2 separate regions of the Sus scrofa genome follow, and region 1 is linked to region 2. A link is a contact called in public HiChIP or PLAC-seq data. All regions are on one chromosome and are shown on one strand. The core of a region is the stretch at or near the end of the contact, and the rest is flanking DNA. Distances in the headings are between cores, read along the strand shown.

Region 1 (5,482 bases), core at 2,261-4,760, 230 kb before region 2:
CTCGGCACCCACCTACTGGGCAGCTCCTCTTGTTGCACATCTGCTGCTCCTTCACGTCCCCCACGCAGTCCTTGCCACCGTGCTGCGGCTCCGGGCTGTTGCAGACACGCGTCCGCTCCCGGATGCCGCCGGCACAGGTGACCGTGCAGGCCGACCACGGGGACCAGGGGCTCCACCGACCATCCACTGGAGGGAGAACAGAAGGTCACACAGGGCGCTGGGGCTTGGGGACGGGGTCGGGGCAGAGCCCGGGGCGAGGCCGTGTCCCTGGGGAAGAAGGCCTTTCGGGACCACCGGGGGCGGGGCTGCCGACGGGAAACTCCAGGTAGTTTTATTTTGTCCCCAGAAGCTGGAACCCTTGATGAGGGGCAGCCGCAGGTGCACCCCTGCCACAGACTAGAGGTGCTCACACCCTAAAGGCTGCACGAAGCTGAGTGGCTGTCACTGGCCATCAGCAGCGACGGGTCGCCCAGCAGGGAGAGGAACCAACCACGGCCTCCTCCTCTGAGTGAACACGCCTCATGACTCGGCCTCCCGGGGGCCTGCTGGGGGGGGCACGGGCCTTCTCGAACCCGGACCCCAGGTGCCCCTGAGGCAGGAGGCCGTCTCCTGAGACCTCGTCTGTGCCCTGTCGATTCCCCAGGGCCCCGGCCCGGCTCCTGCAGCCGTGGCCTCGTGGCAATTTGATGGAGATGAGAGCAGGGAGCTCAGGCCCCAGCACTGACCCCAAGGCCCGGCCTCCAGAACCCAGAACCCAGGCAGCCAAGGCAACCCGGTGCCCCGCGTCGCACGGGCCTGTGCCAGGCCCGTGTAGTGCTGAGGTTGGGCCCTGGAGCCCCTCCCCGCAGCCTCCCCAGCCCATCCACTCACCGGGGCAGGGTGGGCCCTGGCAGGCCCTGGTCTCGCGGCCGCTCCCCTTGCAGCCCCGCCCGCCCATCTGCGGCACCGGCGAGTTGCAGAGACGGATGCGCGTGATGTTGCCGACCCCGCAGGTCACGGAGCAGGAGGACCAAGGAGACCAGTGGCTCCAGCCGCCGTCCTGCCGGACTAGCACGGAGGAAACGAAGACACGGGTGGCGCGGGCACCTGGGGGAAGCTGGGGGCTGGTCCACCCGGGGTTCGCCAATCCATCAGGGAGGGGGACCAGGCTGAGGGCCTCCCAGAATGGGCGGTGGCAGGCGGTCTCCGAACCCCAAACCCGAGGGCTGAGCCCCGGCCCCCACCCCCGAGACCCCACCCCGCGGCCCCACACTCACTGCGGTGGTCGCACTTGCCCAGGCTGCACGCCCGCGTCTGGATGGACGGCCCCAGGCAGGTGTTGCTGGTCACGTCGCAGGACCGCCCCCTCTGCTGGGTGCCGGGCCCACAGGTGGCAGAGCACTCCGTCCACTCCGCCCACGGGGACCAGCCCTCCTCGCCGTCCGCTGAGGGAACAAGCTCCTGTCAGGCCTCCCCAGGGACAGCCCACGCGGGAGAGCCCAGCGCTGGGGTCCATGCAGGACGCCCGCACGGGCGCTGGGGTGAGCAGACACGGGAGCTGCCCAGGTCGGTCCCGGGCCGGGGCTCAGGGCCCCCTGCCCAGGAAAGGGTCTGTGATTTTTCTAACGGTTTTACCAAGGACAGGGCTGACCCTGCCTGCGCAAGGCTCCACTGGAGTTGTCCAGGTGGGAGCAATTTCCATTTTAACCTCCATTTGCTGATCTATAAACGGCCATGAAACTTCAATTTTTGGTTGAAATGACAGAACACTAAACTTAGTTCAACAAAGACAATTCCCTGCCAAGAGATTTTTCGCTGGAAATTACAATCTCCAAATAAGAGAAAGGACATGACCAGGCAAGGGCCTTCCTGGTGAGCCGTCGCCGTATGGTCACATCAGGTCGTTGAAGGGCTGTGTGGCGGGGCTGTGCTTAAATGTTCTAGAACGCGGAAGAACCGCGAGGGAGGCTTCCTGCGCTGCCCGCACGGCGACCAGCAGGAGGCCCCCGTCTGAGGAGGCTGCTTGATCACGGGGTTCGCTCACCCGATTCGGCAGCATTTAACAGGTCATGTGTGTCAGGCACTTTCACACAAGTCATGGTAGAGTTTATTTCCTTCAAAAAACTAACCCTGGGTCGTGGGCACAATCAGCCTGTGTTTTACAAAGAAAGAACCTGAAACCTGGAAAAGCCACGTTTTGTTCAGAATCACGGAGGGGCAGAGCCTGTGCTCGGCAAACAGACGGCGCAGACGCGGGGACGAGGCCAAGCCCCCCCCCCCCGCCCCCTCCCGCCGCCGCAGCAGCGCCCGCCCCGGCGACACTTACAGAAGCAGGATGGGCAGCACTCGCCGTCCACGAAGGCCGGGTCGGCACATGTCGCTGGCGGGCAGGTGATTTGGTGGCAAACAGTTTTGAACTTCTACAAGGAAAAGGGCGCTTCTGTGATCCTCGTTTAAAGCATGAACATGGGGCAGGGGCTGGATTGAAAGGGCCGGTAGGAGCCCGGACGGTCTGCCACGCGGGCTGCCGCTCCTGAGGCGCGAGGTCACCTCTCTCCCGAGCGCCCTGAGCGGGCTCTGGGACCACGTTCTCCTTGTCTCGCCCGCTGAGCACCGAGAACAGGGCCTCCCAGCTCTGGGGTGGGCAGGAGGGGGACAGATGAGGTCCCGCAGGGTCTGGGCCACCATGGTGCAGACCAAGGGGCATGAAATAAGGAAACCCAACTGCTGTCCTGGGCAGTGACCTGCACCCCAGAGGTTTGTGCTGAACCGAGAGGCCCTCACGGGACCGCGCGGCTTCCGGCACAGACCAGAGGGGCCTGTGCGCCTGCCCCCAGCCCGCCGTCCCCCCGCCCCCGGGAACAGTGGCCGAGCCCCTCCCCGCTCCTTCGCGTGCAGATCCACGGCCGATGCCGGCCTCACTCCGGTTACTTCCGGCTCCGCTGCCCCGACGCAGCCCAGTCCCGACAGCCAGGGCCCGCGGGCACCCACCCGGCCCCGGGGATGGCGCGGCTCTCACCCTGCAGGTGCATTTGGTGCAGCTGTCCACCACCCAGGTCTCGTTCTCGGCGAAGAAGCGGCCGTCCTGCCAGCAGGCGGACACGTTCCTGGTCTTGGGGGGCCCGCCAATGAGCTCCCAGAGAAACTGGTTGTCGTTTGACTGGAAGAGGAGGGGGACGGCTGAGTGTGAGGACAGGGGGGCTGTCGGGCTGGCCGCGGAGGGACGTCCCCTTCCTTAGGATGGCACAGGAGCAGAACCAGCAGGCTCGCAGCCTGGGCGCCCGGGACCCGAGGCTCAGAGGCCGCAGAGGCCCCAGGGCAGCGCCAGCGCAGAGACCCGCCAGGCCAGGCGACTCCGCTTTGCCTCCGCTGCCCCCCAACCCCTGCGCCCCGAATGACAGCCGCGCTGAAGGCTTGTGGCCTGTGTGTTTGGAGGCCACGGGAAGCAGCGGCTGGAGCCGACGGGGGACGGTGCCTCCCGCCACCTGCAGCTGAAAACTGAGGCTTGGTTCCTGAATTCGTCTGTGGTTCCCAGTGTGACGGACACGCCCTGACAGCACGAGCGCAAGGGCTCACGCAGCCCTGCTATCGCGGGGCTGCAGACCAGCGGAAAGGGCACCAGATGTTTTTAAAAAATCAAATAAGTGACAGTTACCTCATTTGCCCCTGAACACGTGACGTTACCTCCCTCCTTCTAAGCACTTCCTCCTGCTGCGTTGCTGACAGGGCGTAAGGGGCCCTCTGAGAACCACACGGAAGACATGCAGCCCCGCCCCCGTCTTGCACCACATTGACAGAAACACATCATCCTGACATTTTTGTGCAATTCAGGGAGTTCACAAATTTCCTTAATCCCTGACTCCAATGTGAGCAAACTCGTCGCAAAGCTCTTTTCAGTTGGAAGGAGCAGAATCGGAGGCAAAGGACCCCCACCCCCCGGCCTGGCCTCCCTCCTGCCCCCAGGACCACCCCGGGCCCCCACCCCATCCTGGCCTCCCTCCTGCCCCCAGGACCACCCCGGGCCCCCCACCCCGTCCTGGCCTCCCTCCTGCCCCCAGGACCACCCCGGGCCCCCCACCCCGTCCTGGCCTCCCTCCTGCCCCCAGGACCACCCCCGGGCTCCCCCCTCCTGTCCTGGCCTCCCTCCTGCCCCCAGGACCACCCCAGGCCCCCCGCCCTATCCTGGCCTCCCTCCTGCCCCCAGGACCACCCCGGGCACCCCCACCCCGTCCTGGCCTCCCTCGTGCCCCCAAGGACCTCCGGAGGCCCCCAGCATCAGCCAGGCCGAGGTGCTGGACCCTGACGCAGCCAGAGTTGAAGGCCCTGCAGCGCCCCACTCCCAGCTGTGGACACTCAGTGGGGTGCTGACTGCACAGCCCCACGGCCCGCTCCTGCCCCAGGCCCAGGACGTGGGGAAACTCCAGAAGGCACACGCTGTCTTGGGGGCTGCTGACCTCTAACCCGGTCCCCTACCTCCCCAAGGAGTGGCAGTGAGCTGCCTGCCCGTCCCAGGCCTGAGTCAGAACCCGCCAGCGCCCCCGGCTGGACCGGCGGGCCAAGCACCTCGCCGCGAAGCATCTGCAGAGCCTCGGGGACCCCACGACCCCTGCCCGCCCCCCGCCTCCTCGCGCCAGCAGTCGTCCTCTGAAGCTTAAATCACACGTCCTGGGACCCGAGCCCCGTTTCCTCCTCCCGGACGTGCTGTGGAGGCGAGGACACGTCTGTCCATTATGGCCTCACGCCTCAGGGACGGGCTGTTCCCCACCGAGCTCCGTCCTCTAAGTAAAAGCACCTCCCTCCGCAGTCAACGCTGCTCCTGGGAGATGAGTGTCCCAAGTTAAGAACTGGTGGCGGAGGACGTGGCGCCTGTGAGCTTGTTTCCTGTCAGCATCGCTCTCCCGCCTCTAACCACACGGCATTGTCACCAGACAGCAGGACCCGCCTCATTTTCCAGGGAGCCTGCTGGTTAGTGCCGGTTAATCAGGATAAGTCATGGTTAGTGGCAGTTAGTCCTGGTTAGCGACGGTTAGTGATATCAGTGGTAGGCGGTGATGTCAGCAGGGATTACTGGTGACTAGTGGTGGTCGGGGTGGTTAGTGGTGGTTAGTTATGGTCAGTGGCGGTCAGCAATGCTCAGGAGTGGGGCAGTGGCGGTCAGTCACGGTCAGCGGTGGTCAGTGACAGTCAGCGGTGGTCCGTGACGCTCAGGAGGGGTCAGCCGTGCTTGGTCGCCTTCGAGCCACGCAGCCCGGGCACCTACCACTTTGCGCAGGTTCTCGTGGAGCTGGCTCACGATGACGTGCAGCCCCGACAGCTCCTGGATCATGCTGCCCAGCTCCTCGCAGGAGTGCTCGCACACCTCCCGGCCCTTCTCCGCGCCCAGGCCCACGTGCCCCGTGGAGACCGGGGGGCTCAGGTGGAGCGTCTCTGTGTTCTCACTGATGGCGTTGGCTTCGGCTGCAGGAGGGACAGAGGACAGTGAGCCGCCGGGCCCCGGGCAGCC
Region 2 (5,681 bases), core at 1,532-4,031:
TTGTTTCCCAAATGTGCTAACTCGCTGTTCTTAAATACTAAATGACTGTGTGATGCAGTAAGCGAGAGCCCAGGGGCCTGGGCTTCCACCACCCTGCTGAGCGGCAGAGGCGCCAGTGCATCCACTCTCATCTTTCCTTTGATGCTCTTTTCACCACGGAGATGAAACCACTATAATTAATGCAAAAGACTGTGAGCTCCCGAGTTCCCCGGGACTGCCAGGAGCCTGGACACTCAGCACACGCTTTTGCCAGAAGGACAGTCCTTAGGATGCGAACACACTGGGAGGAGAGCAGGAAAAAGGATACAGGAATAAAACTCATTCACTGCTGATAAGCTGGTCACCTCCACTGCCTCGGTCGTGGGGAGCCTGAAGACAGGCGTGCACCTGCTCTTCTGCTTGTACCTGGAAAAAATGAGAGCTGGTCCTCCTTTCGTTTCCTTTTCACTACAACAGCTTCCACCTTAAAAACACGCGCATCACTTAACTGTCCTGTCTGCCCACACTGAGGGGACAGGTGAATCGGCTACCATACTTCTCCTTAGGCAACCCTAGGTCGTCCTTCAGTAACACTGCAAGAAAACAATATCCTACACGTAGCCAAGCGTGATTCATTCCCATCTATGACAAGGCAACCTTTTCTCCTAATTCTAAAGTAACTGTGTATACGTAAGGAGACAGCTAACTGGTTATAAGTTATCTGTATTTTCATGTAAACCTAAGTTGTTAAGCCTGGGAGGGGGCTGGGGCCCGCACAGGCAGAACCAGTCACAGAGTGGGCACCCAGACAGGCGGCACAGAAGGCAAGGGCAGGCGTCTGGTCTGGGGGCCTCAGGAAGAGGAGACCCCATTCGCATGGAACTCCTGAGCAGAGAGAGCAGAGGCCCCGGCAGCAGGCAACTACCTTTTGACGTCGTCTCTGCTGGTGCTGATGTGGCACTTGAGCAGCTGGAACTCGGGGCCCGAGGATAACAAAATAAACGCGTCCAGGTAGTAAAACTGCGCAGATCGTACAGGCTTGGGAAACATGTCTTTGCCCTGCGGTGCGAATCAGGAAAGATTTCTGAGGCAGAAAATGGTAATTAACACACCGCCGCTCTACACGTGAAATCCTTGCACCTTAGCACCAAGCATCTATATATTCCGAAGAGACAGATGGACTCAGAACCAACTGACGTTTGCCTCTTCTTCCTTTCTAAAAGATGTTTCACGATTAAACTTTGACTGTGATGGGTGTTTTGGTCGCTTAAAAACTCTAAAATGAAAGAAAATTGGAAGCCAAGAGCAAACATATTAATGCCCCAATTCTACGCCTGTTTAAAGCGTGGTTCAGAGTAGCTACTCCCATGTGGACCTGGCGGCGCCCACAGCATCCCGTGCAGACGTCAACAGGGTTAAGGCCTTCTCTCTGAAGTGCTGCCACGCCTCCTTCTGCACAGTCCTAGGAATGCCCGGCTCTCCCCTCCTGACTGGTTTCCCCAGGAGTCAGTCCCTTTTCACAATAAGACTCACACAAAATAAAAGCTAAGGGCATCTTTGAAAATTGGCCTTTGGCAGCTCGCAGTCGGAGGAATCGAAGCTGCATCCGCTGGTATCCCCGCTTCTTCTCCTGTGGCCTCCTGTCTCCCCTTTCCCGCTCCGTTTCCAATGATCTACTTCACGTTCACTGGAACAAGGCACTTTTCTCCACAAAAAGGATCGAAGCTGCATCCGCTGGTATCCCCGCTTCTTCCCCTGTGGCCTCCTGTCTCCCCTTTCCCGCTCCGTTTCCAATGATCTACTTCACGTTCACTGGAACAAGGCACTTTTCTCCACAAAAAGGATCGAAGCTGCATCCGCTGGTATCCCCGCTTCTTCCCCTGTGGCCTCCTGTCTCCCCTTTCCAGCTCCGTTTCCAATGATCTACTTCACGTTCACTGGAACAAGGCACTTTTCTCCACAAAAAGGTACTTGCTCCCCACGACATCCCTCAGGCCCTACTAGCAGCTCAGCTCTACCATAAAATCCCACTGAATTCACATTTTAAATTATTCCAATATTTTAGCATTAATCTCCCTTTTCAGACCACCCAAGTGGGAGCCTGACTTGACTGTGCATGTGTGTATTCACACATACACGTGTGCTGTGATGCATGCATGTTGTGTTGCACAAGCGTGCGAGCGTGTGCGCACACACTTAAGAAGGTCCTTGAGCATCAGTCGGCGTTCGTGTGCCGCCCCCTGCCCGACCTCCCCGACCTCCTGTTAGGGTAGAAGACTGAGACCCTGGGGCCAGCCCTGCTTGGACAGCTGGCTGTCCCACGGTCTCAGGGATCACCGTTACCAGACACAGCGCCAGCTCCGGCCTGCGGGCCGACCACACCCTCAGTGTCCCGTCCTGGGAAGCAGACAGCAGCCACCTGCCGTCGTGGCTCCAGCACACGGTGCTCACGGCCCCGCTGTGACCTAAGAGAGACAGAGCAGGAAGGAAGGACACAACCAGGACGAAGTAACCCTGGACGTTGAAGGCAATGCCGGGCCAAGTGACCCATGGAGCAGACGCCCCGGCAGGTGAGTTTTGCCTCCTTTAAAGGCTAAATATGGTTTCTGAAGAAGGTGTTTCAAGAATTCTTAAAATAGGAAGTTCAGAGCTGGGTGTTCACCGAGGGTCACTGGTTTTCTCATCCACGTGTCCCTCCCCTCTGCCGCCTGGCACGTGCCACGGTCCTGTGCCCCGGCCCCGGCCTCCGCTGGCTTCTGGGGCCCCTTAGCGCCTTGGGAAAGGGCCCTGCATGCCGAGATCTCGGCACGATGCCTTGTGGCTGAAGCTGCGGGGAAAGAGCCACAGCCGAGCGAAGCCCCTCAGGCAGCGCCAAGGGCTCGCGGCAGCCCCCCCCCCGCCCCCCCCGCCGGCCTCAGTGATTTAGAGACGAGACAGGGAGTCGCAACATACTTGCAACAACCAAATCACACCTGTCAGAAAACCAACAAGCAATGGAAAAACCGGGAAGGATTTACAAACAGTGTACGTCTCAGTTCTGTAACTTGACCTCCGGAACAGGAGCTCCAACTCACAGAGCGGAAAACTCTCTGCAACGGCGCTGCTGCCCCCTGGTGTAAACTTCGGGAGCTTCCGCAGGAGCACTGAGGCCAGAGGGGTCAGGCGGCAACACCCTCCGGGCGCTCAGCGGGCCCCGACGGCCCCTCCTGAAGCCCCGCGTTGCAGACCCCATGGCCACCTCTCAGAGCCGGGGCCGTGGGCACAGGCAGCATCCGGATCGGACCTCCAGACGCGCCCCCTTTCTGGCCATCAGGTGGGGATGCTCTGACCACCACCACCCACCCGGACAGCAAGAGGCCGCGGGGCTGCCCGTGGCAGGGTTGCTGCCAGGTGGCGGGGCTTCCTTCCGTCCCCGCTGCATAGTAGGGACCCCTCCTTCCATCCCCTGTTCCTCCCACCGCCACTCGCATCCTTCACCGGACACCCGGATGGCGGCTAAGGAACCAAGGCCCACAGAGCGCATGCCACAGCGAGCCTGCCCCCCACTTCCCGGTGTCGGGGCAGAGACCCCGACTCCCAGTGACGAGAGCGGGACCTCACAGGACCACCCTGGACACAGGAAGGGCCGAGGCGCAGAGGCCCGTGCAGACCCGCCGGTCCAGCTGAGCCCAGGGCCCACGAGGGTCTCCAGCCAGGCCCTTTTCCTCACTGCCCACGTGGCACATGAACCGGAACCACACTGATGCCCTCAGGGTGCGGACAGTGGGGTGACGAGCATCAGAGAGAGAACAAACAGGACCCGAAACCCTGGCCCGGAGCCCTCTCTTTCACCAGGGCCAGGGCTCCCGCTTGAGGGACAGGGCTGCTGGTGGGAGGGAGGGACCCGGCTGTGACCCCCACTTAGAGGAAGGCACGCAGGAAGGGGGCCAAGTCGGCAGCTTCAGACACACCGGAAGCAAGAGTTCTCAGCTGAATTTCATCCCTTTCTAAGAATTCCTCTTTATACAATTTCGCATACCTAATGAAATCCTAATGCCACCTTCTGAAGTGACTGACCCTGGGACATACCTGGGCAGGACGTGAGGTGCCATCCAGCGTGTCCCCCGGGGACCAGGCCAGGCCGAGAGGACGGGTGGTGGGGCAGCTCACGGCCCCATAGCAAAGCGCAAGCAGAGACACCGTGACTCAATCAAACAGACTGACACCTGCGGGCTCCCCCAGCGGCTTGCGCTCCAGAGGCCCCGAGTCCTCCAGGAGGGAACTTTAGTTTAGCATCTAATATCTCTACCACGGAAGGATCCAGAACATGCTTTTCTTAGTTGCCTTTGATCACGAGAGAAACAAAAACACCCACTTCTCTGCCTTCTGGGTTAGCGGTGAGCGACCCATCATGTTCTCAAAGTTGAATTACGTGATGATAAACCAGCAGGACGCGTAAGGTAAAGCGACGTCACGCAGGTGAGGTGGGTAATGAGGACGCTCTTCCCCAGAACAGAAATAGAGCCCTTTTTGAAAAAGGCGAGTTGGAAGATCCACTGCATTTTCTTAATTAGCAGAAGCCCTTCTTCCAACAATAACACCCACAGAGAAATGCCCCAACGGACATAAACACCATGGGTGTCGGTGGGTGCGGCCACCCAGTATGCGTGTGCGACAGGCCTTACAGCACAGTGCTGAGCTGGGAGGAGCCACAGAATGTTCTGGAAGCTTGTTGGCCGCGGGCTGGGTAGGATGAGGAAGAGAGATGCTGCTTCCGGGCGAGGGGCGGGGACCTGTCCGCCCTTGGGAAGGGTGCTCCTCCCCGTCCCCGTCCCCGTCCCCGGCAGCCGCAGACACTGGGAACCCGGCAAGGACAGGGCCACTTCCCTGGGCCGCCTCGTGTGCTCCTGCGGCCCTGGGCCCAGCGCCCGGTCCTGCTCTCTCTCACGGAAACACATGGTGCTGAACTATCTACGGAGTAAGACCCAAAGCAAGCAGCCCCAGGAGCCCCAGGAGGAGGGGCAAGAGCCCAAGGTCGAGGACCGCATCTACGGGCACCGGTTACGAGGCCCCAAGAGCCACAACTTCCACATCACTGCCCTCGTTCAAACCTACTTGCTTGAAAAAATTCTTTGCCCCGTCAACGTTCATAAAAATGCCTGTGCACAAACCCTACTAACTTGCCAAACGTGCTTCAGTCCTGGGTCTGTAAGATGCGGCGTCCCTCCCCCCCGAATTCCGGGCCCTTTGGCCGCGGTGCGCCAGCACTTCGGGTCTCTCACTCACACTCGCTCCCTTTGGTCCAGGGAGCTCCGAGGCATCCGGGTTGTCAAGTGTGCTCACATCACTGCCCAATTCAAGCCTTGCTTCTGTTTTGACGGGGGCAAGGGTGGCCCTCGGCAACTACTGTCAGGAGCATGATGAGACCAAAACGGTGCCCCAGAGGATTCAAAACCCATCCTGGAGCCACACCCACAGGGCTAACATGGCAGGTGACGAACGCAAGTCCCTGGGCTTGTCCTACAGAGCAACAGGTTGGGGCAGCTTGTAGCCCGCCCTCACCGCCAAAGCTCATCCTCATTATCTCTTGACTCCTTAACCACCTGCAGATAACGCCTCTGACACAGGGGTCACTACAGCTCTGGGGCTTAAGCTCTCTTTCGGGAACTCGGAATCAGCTGTGTGTAGCCCGAGCTCGAGCCAGCCAGGACGGGCAGGGACCC

What was found. HiChIP or PLAC-seq counts read pairs in DNA pulled down with a chosen protein or histone mark.
Region 1: an H3K27ac HiChIP or PLAC-seq map of skeletal muscle shows a contact between it and region 2. The contact joins two enhancer-like sites. A contact is called at or near these places in 2 of 47 Hi-C or Micro-C datasets (both in embryonic fibroblasts) and 2 of 2 datasets of contacts at active chromatin or transcription factors (alveolar macrophages and skeletal muscle).

The regions. Positions count from the first base shown.
Region 1 is chr1:863,424-868,905 of Sscrofa11.1, reverse strand. It overlaps THBS2 (thrombospondin-2), which reads right to left. Exons shown (of 21, transcript XR_002342140.1): 5 at 5,240-5,436; 6 at 2,999-3,139; 7 at 2,306-2,399; 8 at 1,257-1,424; 9 at 871-1,047; 10 at 13-186. Among named protein-coding and RNA genes, the nearest start is that of THBS2, 12 kb to the right of the region's middle. Within about 2 kb of position 3,510, at least 17 of the 83 cell types and tissues checked have an H3K27ac peak or open chromatin away from gene starts, as enhancers often do. A contact at or near this core is called in skeletal muscle, where this site is marked.
Region 2 is chr1:628,216-633,896 of Sscrofa11.1, reverse strand. WDR27 (WD repeat-containing protein 27) reads right to left here. Exons shown (of 19, transcript XR_002342137.1): 14 at 2,323-2,444; 15 at 905-1,038. Among named protein-coding and RNA genes, the nearest start is that of WDR27, 53 kb to the right of the region's middle. Within about 2 kb of position 2,781, at least 4 of the 83 cell types and tissues checked have an H3K27ac peak or open chromatin away from gene starts, as enhancers often do. A contact at or near this core is called in skeletal muscle, where this site is marked.